Regions from separate parts of the Mus musculus genome. Here region 1 is linked to region 2. Evidence: chromatin contacts called from public Hi-C data. All regions are on one chromosome and are shown on one strand. Each heading gives the region's core, a stretch centred on a gene start, on an enhancer-like site or on the middle of the called end of the contact. The rest is flanking DNA. Distances are from core to core; before and after follow the strand shown.

The links. A called contact is a pair of places that touch in the nucleus more often than the background predicts.
Region 1: a contact with region 2 is called in a Hi-C map of muscle stem cells, with 3 times the contacts expected there. The contact joins the enhancer-like site here to the promoter of Stamos in region 2. A contact is called at or near these places in 5 of 39 promoter capture datasets (the C10 cell line, hippocampal neurons, liver and 1 more), 1 of 15 datasets of contacts at CTCF or cohesin (CD8 T cells), 17 of 484 Hi-C or Micro-C datasets (the C2C12 cell line, LSK cells, Th2 cells and 12 more), 12 of 115 datasets of contacts at active chromatin or transcription factors (the 230-238 cell line, the HPC-7 cell line, the SCID.adh cell line and 8 more) and 4 of 9 other capture datasets (adipose tissue, liver, macrophages and 1 more).

The regions. Positions count from the first base shown.
Region 1 is chr2:14,132,272-14,138,795 of GRCm38.p6, forward strand. Stam (signal transducing adaptor molecule (SH3 domain and ITAM motif) 1) reads left to right here. Exons shown (of 14, transcript NM_011484.3): 9 at 2,082-2,170; 10 at 5,216-5,303; 11 at 5,865-5,919. Among named protein-coding and RNA genes, the nearest start is that of Tmem236, 39 kb to the right of the region's middle. Within about 2 kb of position 4,845, at least 20 of the 459 cell types and tissues checked have an H3K27ac peak or open chromatin away from gene starts, as enhancers often do. A contact at or near this core is called in the C2C12 cell line, muscle stem cells and pre-pro-B cells, where this site is marked.
Region 2 is chr2:14,071,312-14,078,430 of GRCm38.p6, forward strand. It overlaps Stamos (signal transducing adaptor molecule (SH3 domain and ITAM motif) 1, opposite strand), which reads right to left and starts at 2,623. Exons shown (of 2, transcript NR_038162.1): 1 at 2,272-2,623. Stam (signal transducing adaptor molecule (SH3 domain and ITAM motif) 1) reads left to right here and starts at 2,789. Exons shown (of 14, transcript NM_011484.3): 1 at 2,789-3,025. The coding sequence starts at 2,986.

The DNA of each region.
Region 1 (6,524 bases), core at 3,595-6,094, 63 kb after region 2:
TTTTTCTCTGTGTAGCCTTTGCTGTCCTGTAACTCACTCTGTAGACCAGGCTGACCTCTAACTCAGAAATCCGCCTGCCTCTGCCTCCTAAGTGCTGGGATTTTAAAGGTGTGTGTCACCACTGTCTGGCTAAGAATTTTGATACCCATCTTTTTAATTCAGTTCTCCATTGGTAAAACTAAAAAGTCATTGAAACTAAAAATTGCATAAACTTGGAGACTGGAGAGTTGCATCTGTGGGTAAGAACATATGCTGTTCTTCCAGACGACCCAAGTTTGTTTCCCATGCCCACATTGAATGGTTAATGGCTACCTGTAAGTCTGGGGATCTATTGCCTTTGCCCTTCTAGGGTCCCTGTAAGTGCATGCACATACACTGACACACACACGGACATGTATGCACACACACTGACACACACCGACATGTATGCATAGTCTTTTAAAAATAGATTTAAAAGCCTATATAGACATATTTGAATTACCATGCGTAATGTGTCATGTTTTTTAATAATCTGGTCTGCTAGAGGTTTTTTTCTTTTTGTATTTTGGGCTCTTTTCAGTGTCAGCTGTTGGCAAGCTTAGAACTTCTTTGGGCTTCTTTTCAAGATGAGAGCCAAGATCATATGTCTGATATGTAGCTATTTAAGTCTTTCTCTTTCATCCAACTCTGCTGCTTTACTATAAGTCTTGTGATTTTTATATGTTTCACTCTGGACACTGTACAAGAAACAGGAAGATCAGAACTTATATAATCAGTCCTCATCCTCAGCTTTGGAGAATGTGCTAGCAGAATGTGTGTAGCATCACTCTTTTACAGGAAACAGAAGCCAGTCTTACTTGACCTGTCACATGCACACATATGCCTCACTTATGTGATTTTAGAGACAGATATTGAGAAAATATGCCACTATATATGTGTGAATAGTACATCATACACATTTAGTATCAGTTCCTATGAGAAAGGGGGCTGCAAACTTGTGTCTTATAAGTTCTGTGAAGTCTGCCATGTGTTTTCTTTTGGGTAATAGCAGTGAATGCAGAGATGTCCCAGTTTTCTACTTGTTAATAGTGCAGGATGGCAAGCAGAATGTCTGTCGCAGATGTCTGCTTTTCCCCATGGGGAAATGAATCAGCCAAACCTTTATTTTATTTTATGTATTTATTTTTTGGTCTGTAGAATTTTACTTTACGGTGACTTGAATGTAATGAATGTGTTCCTTACCTTTGCAGTTAACGAGACAGTAGCCACAAGCCAGATTCCAGTAGTAGGGCTAAAAGACAAGAGCAGTTGACTTTCAGATCCAGCCACTCCAATTGTTAGCTTTCTTTTGTGCAAGAGATTTTAATCTTTCTAACTACTTTCTTAAAATAGGCATACTTTTTAGGATTGTTTTGGAAATTCATCAAGCAAATTTACTATTTCATCGAGAACATTAAGGTGTGTAATGAATATTATTTCTGTCCATAGTTCTCCTACTGTGACATCTCCATTTTCATCTTTATTCCTAATTTTTATGTATAATTGATACAAGAACCAAAAATCCAAACAAGATAATCCTTCTCGAGAACTTGTCTGTGTTTTTTGTGTTACTTGGAGGTTGCCATAGGAAACAGCCTTACATTTTTAGTTAACATTAAGTGGTCTTCAAAGATTGGTGAGCAAGAAAAATATGTGCATATGGCCAGTTCGCTGAACCTCACTGTAATGTTTCACCTGTACGTAAATGAACCTAGAGAGTCAAGCTCATGTGCTGGCCAGTGCAGGTTTCTGCTGAGGTCATTTAGAAACAGTTGCTTTAAATTATAGAACTTACTTATATATGCCAGTATTAAACTTTTAATTCTGAAGTAGGTGATTTTTAATTTCAGAAACATAACTTAGTTTTAGTAAGATCTCTTATAGAAAACAGAGTTTTGCAAGAGAGAATTATTCAGCTTTATCAAGTACTGTTCGCTGTTGTCTATGCTGTCTGCAGCTCAGTTATTCCTTATATAGAGTCTCTAAAGTCCATATTCTCTATTAAGGACTTAAACTTTTAGATCTATATTGACGAAAATTTAATTTTTATGTATTTTTTTCAGTTAAAACAGAGAAGAAGACGGTACAGTTCAATGATGATGTTCAGATAGAGACAATAGAACCAGAACCAGAACCAGCCTTTATTGATGAGGTGAGTGATTTCCTTAATAGTAACGGGAACTTTGTATGGAAGCCGGATTGCTTGTTTTCTTGTTCTGAGAATGTTGGCAATATAGACAAAGCATATATCTTTGTTACAGCTTCTCTGACTTCGTTTCTACCTTACTTAAACTTACTTAATTTTTATTCTGGTAACAGTTGAGGATATAGCTCAGTAGTTGAATATTTGTGTAGCATGTGTCAGACTCTGAACTGATCTCTAGTGCTATACAGAGAGGAACAAGTGATAATAAGAATGAATATGAATTCCTGTCTAGTATGTTATAGATTGGATTTATATTGCTCCATTTAAGTATTAGGCACCTAGGCAGTTTCTAATTTTAATTGCTATCATAAAGAGTTTTATAATGAGGATTTTTGTTTGTTTTCTTTTTAACGTTTAGTTTAATTTTCTTAGCTTAGATATCCAGGAATGGAACTTCCAAATTAAAGGATCTAGGTGTTTTTCATGTTAATAACTACTGTGAAATTGTTGAGCAGATGGGAGATTTTATAGTTTTATTGGTGCTCTGTGAAAATGCATGTTTTTCCATGTACTCAATAGCTATTAAATTATATTCACACCTATTAATAGTGTTGTTTTGAATAGCAGTATCAATATTGTATTGAATTGGTAAAACAAAATATTAATCCACTAAAATTTACTTTACAGTAAAGTATTAAATGATGGAATTAGCAAGCCATACAGGATACTGTTCCCAGCAGGCCAAATTTGAAGTACCACTACATTCGTTTATATATTTTTCTAGCTGCCTTTGTGCTTAAGTAACCAAAGAGATTGGGTAGTCCTCTGCTTAATTTCTGGCGCCTGGTATAGACCAGTGTATAACACTCTTTTCAGGACTTCATTTCTTGTAATAATTCCTGAAGTTGGTGTGTGTTAGAACACTTCCTGTCATCATTTTCCATTTTTTCTCTTCTCTTTTACAATTTCTTTCTCCATTATACAGATAAAAGCCTCATCCAGTGCCCATACTGAGCCTTATTGAAGTGCATTGATTTCTAGGGGTAGTTCCAAATATTGATGGTGGTAATGACTAGGTAGCACAATTCAAATGGCTTCATACATTTTGCAATAATAATAATAACAACAACAACAACAACAGTGAGCACCGTGAATTGCCCCCTAGTAGATTATTAAATATAACTTTTAAATTTTTAAATTTTATTTTACTGCACATCACATGTATGGGTATTTTGCCTGGATTTATGTGTGGGTACCTCTTGCATGCCTGGTACCTACAGAGGCTAGAAAGGGCATTAGTTTTCCCTGAATTGGAAGAACAGGTAGTTGCAAGCTGCCATATGAGTGCTGGGTATCCTCTGGAAGAGCTGTGGTGTTCTCAACTACTGAATTGTTCTCAACAATTTCACAGTAGTTATTAACATGAAAAACACCTAGATCCTTTAATTTGGAAGTTCCATTCCTGAATATCTAAGCTAAGAAAATTAAACTAAATGTTAAAAAGAAAACAAACAAAAATCCTCATTATAAAACTCTTTATGATACCAATTAAAATTCATCTCTTCAGCCCCTAAAAGTAATGTTTAATGATAAGACTAAGAGCTTGAAATATGTAAACAAGATTTCCTGTCAGTTTCATCTATACTATCATAAAATAGGAATATGAATAACCATGATTCCTGACTCACTTCGTCTTAAATTTGAGCTTTGTTACTTTAGCCCATTTATATACTAGTAGAAATCATTAATGCATACAGATGAGTTTAAAACACATAAGAATATTGCTAGCCTATACACATTTTATCGCAAAGATGTCTTCTAGAAGACTTGAACGTACATTTAGATAAAATTATATAGGCTATAATGAGATTAAGGAGAAAATCAATTTGGAATTACTGATTTAAGAAACAATAGTTTGTTTTGTGGTCCTGGAGATAAAACCCAGAGTCTAGTACATGGCAGGCAAGTGACCTTCTGGTGAGGCACATCTTCAGCCTGGCTTAAATGGTGGTGGTGCTCCTTTCTGTGTGAGAGAAACAAGAGCATGAAGAGTGCTAAGACCTACAGAGCATTCTGCTTGAATGAGTACTCAGCTGCGGCCCATATAGAAACCGTGTTATATTAACAGGAGACAAACACTTCTGCTGTCTTTTTAAATGTCTTAAAATGAGCATGAATCTTTTACCTGAAAGAATATCCATTTTAAAATACAGAGTTAATTTGCCTTGACAGGACCTTTCCTCTGCTTCCAGTCAATCTAACAATTAATTCATCTCTTAAACATTCTTTGATATAACCTTGAATTTTTAGTTTTTATTGTACCTATGTACTGCATAGAAAATATGTGTGAGAAGTTTGTAATAATTTTCATAGAATTTGGTAAATGAAAATCTCCATCTTGTATACTATGTGGGTATGTTTTGTAACTGCCTTTTTTAGTTCCTTCCATCCTGAGTATTAAAGGATTTTGAAATGGACTGAAGTAAGTGGATATGATCTATCATTTCCCACAAAAAGGAATAAAGTAGAAGTTTCTTTCTTTTAATGACAAACTGAAATGTTGATGGAAGAGAACAGAATCAGTCCTTAGAGCCCCACTTAGAAGAACAGCTGTGGATGGCCTGGGCTCTGGGTGGAACAGCTGTCATAATCTCTGCCAGAGAGAAGTAATGACTGAGCTGTTAGTCACAGCAGGCTGTCTTAAGAGGGACGTTCCAGCTGGTGTGTGGCTAAACTGCAGCTGCTCTAAAACCAAGTGAAATTCTCGAACATGATATGAGAGATTGTGGAGATTATGCCCTGTAAGTTTAAATGGATGATCCTGTTCTGATTTGTTTGGACATTTTGAAAAATACCTAAGGTTAGCGTGCAAGGGTCAGATTTCTCATAGTGCTAAAAGGTATACATAAGATGCTAAAAACATAAATGGAAAACTAACCATCCTAACTATGAATTCTAAAAATCTTCTATCCATGATTGAGTTATCAAAATGAGAACATAATGTTTCATAGAGATTGGTTGCTTTTGACATGAACTATTTAATTTCTGTAGGATAAAATGGACCAGTTGTTACAGATGTTGCAAAGTACAGATCCTAGTGATAATCAGCCAGACTTGCCAGAGCTGCTTCATCTTGAAGGTAACCTCATTTTCTGTCTACCTTACAAGCAAAGAATAAATGAGGTCTTTCTTGTTCTACTGCTCCAGGATGGGCTTTGAAAGTAATCTTAGAAAGGAAACATTACGGCCGGGCTGTGGTGGCACAGGCCTTTAATCCCAGCACTCGGGAGGCAGAGGCAGGCAGATTTCTGAGTTTGAGGCCAGCCTGGTCTACAAAGTGAGTTCCATGACAGCCAGGGCTACACAGAGAAACCCTGTCTCGAAAAACCAAAAACCAACCAAACAAACAAACAAACACCCCCCCCCCCCCACACACACACAAAAACCTTCGTGTGCTATTTGAATCTTGAGTAGAAGTTGAAATCACAAACCTTGCTATACAAATTCAACATCTTAATCTTGTACGATGGAAAAAACGTTTTGAAGTCAGTATTTTAAATTGTCACTATTATATTTTTAAAAAATCTATTTTAGGTTCTATTGATGAAGGATAATTAATAACTTCATTACTTCACATTAAACTTTTCATGTTTCTAATTATATGAATATTTTTCAAAAGTTTACTTTCTTGTCATCTTAGCAATGTGTCACCAGATGGGACCTCTCATTGATGAAAAGCTGGAAGATATTGATAGGTAAAAGACCTTCAACTATATTTAAATTGTGTATCTTTCTTTCTTCCTTTAAAAAGATAGTCCAGACTGCAGAGATGGCTCAGATGGTAAAGAGCTTGCATCACAACTGCAAGGGCCTAACTAAGTTTGGATCCTTAAAGCCCACATGTGGTGGGGCGTGCCTATAAACCCAGCACAGTGCTGTGGCTAGGGAGAAGGAAGAGTATGGTGCTGGTAGATCCCTGAGGTCCACTGCCCGGCCAGCCAAAGTGACTGGATGAGCTTCAGCTTCATTCTGTCTTAAAACTAAAGGTAGAGAGCCACAGAGAAAAGACACTAAAGTGTCTCAGGCCTCTACATTTGCACGCATCTGTTACACATACAACATACACAGACAGTACTTCATAGAACCATTCTTTATGCATTGTTTTTACCTTGCTCTGAGTGAGGATTTGGGCTCATTTGCCCTTTCTTGAAAAGCTGGCTTCCCATAGGCCTTCACTGTCTTCCTCTTTTTTCTACACAGTTGTGCTCACCAGGCAGCATTACCAGAGCCCACAGGCTGGCCGGCTGTTGATAAATGAGGAGATCTAGATAGCTTTCAAGTAAAGTCAAGGGCTCCAGCA
Region 2 (7,119 bases), core at 1,373-3,872:
TGACTTTGAAGGGAGGAGACTCTCTGCACACCCATAATCGGACAATAACTTAAGGACTCTCTTCCTGATATGTATCCTATATTATTTCTAACATATAGATACCTCAAAGGTATAAGGAGTTAATAAATATTTATTGACTCATTGGCTGATTGAGAAATCATATAAGAGTTTTGAAGGAATGATATCATATTTATATGTTAGAAAAATCAGTATGTAATATAAAGTAGTTAACAGATAGGTTGAGTGTATTAATTAGTTTGGGTTATTATAATAACAGAAAAATTTCCAGAAGCTACTCCATTTTACACACAGATATCTTTGTTTATAATATAGAACAGTTTTAAAAATCAATTTAATTAAAGGGATATGACATTTCAAAATTAACTGTGGAATTTATTAAACATATTATAGAAACATTTTAATGTGAAATCAAGTCTCTAAAATGTCTTTTAAGAAACTGTTATTAAAAATAAAATGAGTAATTTCAGTATTTTAGGTAATATGGCAAGTTAACCCCAAAATACAAAGCCATGCCACCTTTTATATTTGCCTTTTCTTGTACATATAACATTTCTTATTTTTAAAACCTCTATTTCATAGCATATTACATAATAAAGATCCCCAATAGCAAAGTCATTCTTCTATGTCAGAATACATGGTTAATGTTATCCATACTAATATATGTTATTTCTGATTTTCACATATTGATGATTCAAATTTGAAAAGTAGTGTTTTGCTAGGTAACAACCTAACAATTTGATTTTATTACTGGATTAGAAGCATGCCCAAATATATTTTCATAACCATCTGGCTCTGAGTCAGGGCAATTATGATAAGGTACTTAAGGCACTGGCCCATCATTTTAAATGGATAAGTTGACACTTAATTCTGTCAGCGCAGTAATCAAGAGAAAAGTCTATTGAGAGACGATGCTCTGCTTCCCATACCAATAGTGGGAAGATTTTATACTTCTCATAATGACACAAAAGCACTTCAAAAATCTTAAGAAAATGGTGGCGTTAATGTCTGACATTTGTCACATTTTTATATTTTAACTCCACCCCTTTGAAAGAAAAATTATGCTCATTAAGTTACTCAGAAAATATTTTCGTTCAGGTTGTTTAAAATTGTAGAATTTTTTCACATATATTTGAAGGCTTTTTTTTTTTTCTTTTTCAGTGCCAAGGTCAGAACCCAGAGCCTCTCACATTCTAAACAAGTACCCCATCACTGAGGCTCATCCTCAGTCAGTCTTTAAAGCCTTTTAAACTCTTATCCACTCAGATGTCTATGTAAATACACATCTATGCTCTTACTTTCAATGGCCAAATAAGTACAATTATAACTATTGATTCCACTTGAGTGCTTACTATATGCTAGACACTATTACAGGGGATTTGCTTCTAGTAATTTATTTCATCTTCAATGGTTTGTCATTTCCGTTTCTTATTTATGAGGAAACAGACAGAGGAGTTTGTCCAATCTCTTTAATGTCGGACAGTTTAGCGGTCATCAAAACTTTGATATTGTAAACAACGCTGCCATTAATATCTTGGTTCATGTTTTAAAAGACTGTAAGATTTAAAATTCAGAATAACTGGAACCAGAGGCACATTTCCAAAAGCTGGCTATATACTTCCCATCCTTTCTCTTAAGAATGCTGTAATTTATACCCCATCAGGCAACTTTGTTTCCCATCCCTTGGATTCTTTTAGTTTTAAATGACTGAAAACGTTAACCGATGCTTTAGTTTGCTCCTCTTCCTCCAAAATTCGACTTTAACTGTTTAGTAAGCAAGCTGTTTGTACTGTTATACAAATCTTGTTGACATGTTTATAAGCTTCCCTTTTTGTAAGGGTCCCTATTTGGGCACTTTTTACCGAATCTCAGTGCATGTGCAAGACCGACTTGCTAACTTTACGTAATATTTCCAAGAGATGATTCTTTAGATTTCACATGATTTAGAGGACAATGTGTGTGTGTGTGTTGGGAGCTGGGGAGGGGGCGTGCGTTACATACATATGTACAAATTAGATCACCAAATCAACATTTTAAGTTGCCAAGAGTCCTCATCAATGTCTGGCTCCATTTTTCATGTGTGTGTGTGTGTTTTTTTTTTTTTTTCAATTTCTGCCGTTGGGTGTGCGTGCTTATCTCAGGCTGAGAAGGTCTAATCTTCTCAGGGACTCAGTGACTGCACGTTTAGTCAGTCGGAGCCCACACCCAGGAAGGCTCCCTCTGATCTCAGGCTGGGGAATGAGCCAGCGTTACCTCAGCCTCTCGAGAGGCTGTGCGCCTCGACACTCCCTCCAAGGGATTCAGGCCAGCTCCACCAGCTCACATGACTCCAATCCCAGCAACTTCCATGAACCCTCGACGAGCGCGCTCAACATTTTCCTCGGGTAACCCAAAGGACTGCCTGACTTTCTAGAGGGATTGCAACATCACAACAACCCATCGAATAAACCCAAGGAGTTAAAAATTAAGGGTTTGGCTGGACCCAAACTGAACCCTCTCCCTCTCCCAGTCTCTTATTCACTCTAGAGGCTCTTAGTCGGCCTCGGTGCGCCTGAAGGACCTCGTCCTCCCGAGACGCCCGGGGACATGGAAAAGCCGAGAACCTAGCCGCTAACCCCACGGGCACGCGGGAACTCAGCAGAGGAAGAGACAGCGGCGGCTCATCGCGTGGGCCTCGGCGGAGGCGGCGGGCTCTGGCCAGACCCGGAGCGGGCAGTGTTCAGGCAGCGCTCAAGTCGCCTACATTCCCGACACGCCCCGCGCGGGGGCCTGTTCCGCTTCTCGGCTGTTGCCGCCGCCGCCGCCTCTGTTGCTGGGGTGGGTGAGAGGAGGGGCTGAGAGGGACCCTGCACTGGCAGGCAGGCGCCCTTGCTGTGTTTGTACCTGAGGGGCCTCCTTTCTCCGTCACCCCTAGAGTGCCGCGGGGTCGAGGGGCAGTCCCCGGGGACACCTCGGCACGCAGCGGACATGCCTCTCTTTGCCACCAACCCCTTCGACCAGGATGTTGGTAAGTGTTTTCACCGCCCCCCGTGGGTGCCCCCCGAGACTGCGAGCCCGCGCCGACTCCCGTCCCACTGCGTTCGTTCATTCTGGATTCCCGAGGCCGAGCCCACGTTCTTCTCTCCCGGGGCCCCTTCGTTCAGAGTTGGGAGAGGGTTGAGCGCTTGGCGCATCCTCTTTGGAAGAAATGGGACTTAGAACCTCTCTAATGGGCCTTGGTAAGGGACTTGGGGAGGGGGAGCTTTGAAGGAATCGCTTAAGGGATTCGGGGTAAAGGGTTGCCTCGGGAGGAACAGACGACGAAGCCATCTGCCGCTGGGGCATGGCTTCTGGGAGAAGAGCGAAGGACAGACGTATCTTGGCTTAAGCAGATTGATTATATGCTCTATCGCCAAAGTATTTGCCTGGCCCAATGGAACTGGCAGAATGTTTTAGGTAAGGTTACTTAAAGGGTTTTTTAAATAGCCCTATAACGGTCCCTGGAGGAGAGAGGTCTGGTTACGTACTGGTAGGTTGAAATGTTGGAAGAGATGGAGATGGATTACTTGGCAACAACTGAAAACGCAGACATGAGCCTTTGGGATGCCTTTTTCAGGCTGGGCCTCTGCCTTTGGGGAAGTGTGGAAGAGGATTTTGATTCTAGGATGGGGTCTGAAATGCTAAATTTTTTGTTGTCTGAATCATTGGTATTAGGTACCAAGCATACCAATTTAACAGGTTAGCTATCTATTTTTCAGACCTGATTTGAATTTCTTGAAAGAATTTTGGGATGTTTTTGAATGCATTACATTGAACTACACTGGCAGCATAGTGTGGAATGAAAGCGAACCAATACCATCCAGTCCCACAGGCTGAATTTAAGCATAACTGTAGTAAAAGAATGTAAGGATAACTTGTGAGAGTTACTTTATGAATTTTGTTTATTAGAGGTGAATTTTACATTTTGCCAACTGGAGAAAATGTACTATTACTGCCGCTTCCTGCCTGGTTCATAGTGATTCAGTTGAATGTCCTGAATCTGAGCTGTGGATGGAACTTTAGAAATCATCAATAGTGCTAAATAAGTAATGAATTGGGAAATTGTGTTTAATAAGTGCTTAGCACCAGTACTTACTGAACACAGTGTTCATTGACAAGAAATGCAACCATGAAGACCATCTCATTGCGGCTCTTTGGCTGTTTTACAATTTGTTACATCAGTCTTTAGGACAAATGCTTATAATAAAACAATATTTGCTGCCTCTGTTCCTGGCACCTATAGTGATCCTATATGATCTTGCTTTCTGCTAATCAGTCACACTTATATTCTCCTGGCTTGTTCCTTTTTGTGGTATTGGAAATGGAACCCAGGGCCTAATATGTATTCTTTCTGTTTTTTTTTTTTGAACTCACATTTGCAGTGGATTCAGATGGATTTCTTGATGTTAAACCTGTTCTTGCTACCTACACCGCCCAGTCCAAACACAGGCCCCTTCTTGCCTTTATACTTTTGTTTCTGTTATTTCATGTGTCTTTCCACACATATGTCCTCATGCTTTAAGGTCAACTTAGAGTCTGACTTGTTGTACCTGAATTATTTGCTGATTCCTGCAACCTGGAGTTTATAAGTAGCAGTGTTACTGACAGTTTGGAATAGATAAAATCCTTAAGGAGGTTATGCTCTATACATGAAGGCTGTTAACTTTGTATTTGCTCTTCACTCAGTGGATGCCAGTAACATCTCACAGCCAGTCATGACTTTAAAAGACATGACTTAATGTCTCGGGGGCTGTTTAAATACAGTGATTTTTCACCTTCCCCATGTTCTACAAATTTCAGCATTTTTGTCTTAAACATTACATATCAATGTGTTCTTTATTTTGCTCCTTGTTTGATGGCTGCTGCATAGTTGGCTTTGAATAAGTGCTTGTTGAGTTGAAACTATGTTAAGCCTGTTAGACATGTTTTTTTAGAAATCACTCTGAATTATAAAGATACTTTGTGCCATCAGGTCCCTACTGATTTGTATTTACCGATCCCAACAGCCAGTTCCTCATCCAGTTTTTTATTGATGTCTTACATTTTTCTTCTGTGCTTTATCCATAGGTTTGTAGGTCATCAGCCCTTTTCTGGTTTTCTGCTTAGCTTTTTAGTGTCCCCTCCCCCACTTTTTTTCAGTGTCTAAATGCTGAGCAGTAATAACAGCTCTTCTCCATTAAGACTTTCTTCTCTTAGAGTCTTATGAGATTTAGTGCTTAGTAGAATTTGGAGTGATTTGCTTAAGTTCAGGTTTCATGCTTGCTGCTTATCAGCAATCTGGCTTTAAGCTAGTTGGTTATTCTCTGCCTTTGTTTCTTTGTCTTTAAATATGGAGTATAAGAATTATAATGTTCCCTTAAATATATTTGCAAAAGCAAAAAACAAACAAAATGTACAGTGTTTCTTAGCTTACAGGGTTGGTAAGAGAATTGAGTCAATATTTAAAAAGCACTTAGAAGAAATTTTCTATATTTGTGAAGCAAGATTTAAAACAGCTAGTCTCTTAGCTTTAAGCACTTTGCTTATTCCTGTTAATCACAAATTTAAATAGTCTCAGTCAGTATTGGAGATTTAGGCATCCATCTACTGAATATTTCCACTGGATTTTGATAGGAATCTAGAAACAAGCATACCAAAAATCATTTATTCCCCTCCCACTTCTCATTCTGTCATCTTAGCCCACCTCAGGATTGAGTCATTAATCTTTCCTGCCAGTCAGTTCTGATGTCTAAGAGTCATGTTCTTTCTTTCTTTCTTTCTTTCTTTCTTTCTTTCTTTCTTTCTTTTTTTTTAAATTTTATTTTATTCTTTTTTTTCTTTTTTTTTTTTTTTTTGGCGACAAACAGGAATTTAATTGGATATAAAGAGAAGCAAATTTTTTCACGATACACTATAAAACAGACCATGAGGTTTACCTGTAACAAATATTTAAGTTCCATCTAGCAGAAAATAAACCAGAGCCTGAAAAAGTAGAAACTTGTTCAAGCTGCACGGTGATACCTAAATACATGCCTTTAATCTAGTGACTTTCAATCCTAGTAGATTTTAAGCTCTGTTCTTCCAAGGACAATGTCAAGAATCATTTTATGAAGCCAGGCAGTGGTGGTACATGTCTTTAATCCCAGCACTCAGGAGGACGAGGCAGGCACATCTCTGAGTTCAAGGCAGAGTCATTTTATGGTTGTGATTATTGACATCTAGTTGATGGCAGCCAGGATGCTATTTGAATCCTACATTAGCCACAGCAGCCTCCTCATGACAGTGAATTTTCTGACTCAAAATCTCTCTCTCTACTGCCGAGAACTGACAAGGATTTGTTATTTGGAAAATTTGGTGAATGAGGGAAGTTTGACCACGTGAGCTGAGATACAAAGGTTTAGGGGCAGGACCGTGGGTTGAGTTTGAACACACTTGGGGTGCCTTTCACATGTCCAGCGTTGGTTGTCTAGAAAGCAGGCTGGCTTCATAGTCTGACCTTAGAGGAAACAGATGTGAGAATCGTCTGTGTATGGGTGGTATTGACACTATGAGAGCAGAGCAGCAGCGACAGACACCAGTGTGGACTAAGAAGAGAGCAAAGGCAGAACCTTGGCACGCAACACTTAAAACGAGGTAGAGTGGGGAGGCTTGGTGCTAGAACACCTGCTTCACATATACTGGGTTCTGGGTTTGATTCCTGAATAGTAAGAAAGAAGAAAGGAAGGGAGAAAGGAATAAAGAGAGGAAAATAAATGAGATAGTAAAGAACAAGAACTCATGGATAAGCAGTTAGCAGAGGAAGAGGAGAGAGCTTGGAGCTCCCCTGTACCATGGAAGTAGAGGGGTGATAGGTTTTCAAGGTGAGGGAAATGGGCCATATCAGATTTACCAGAAAAGCCTGGAAGTGGTACCTAAAACAACAGTCTCTGGACATCACAGCTGGAAATTCTTCTGTCCAGGCTTTCAGTGGAGTGGCCACAGCTGTGAGTTTAAGAGCCACTAAGAGGGAAACAGAGGCAGGCAGATCTCTGAGTTTGATGCCAAACTGGTCTATAGGGCAAGTTCCAGGACAGCCAGGACTACCTGGAAAAATCAAGAAAGAAA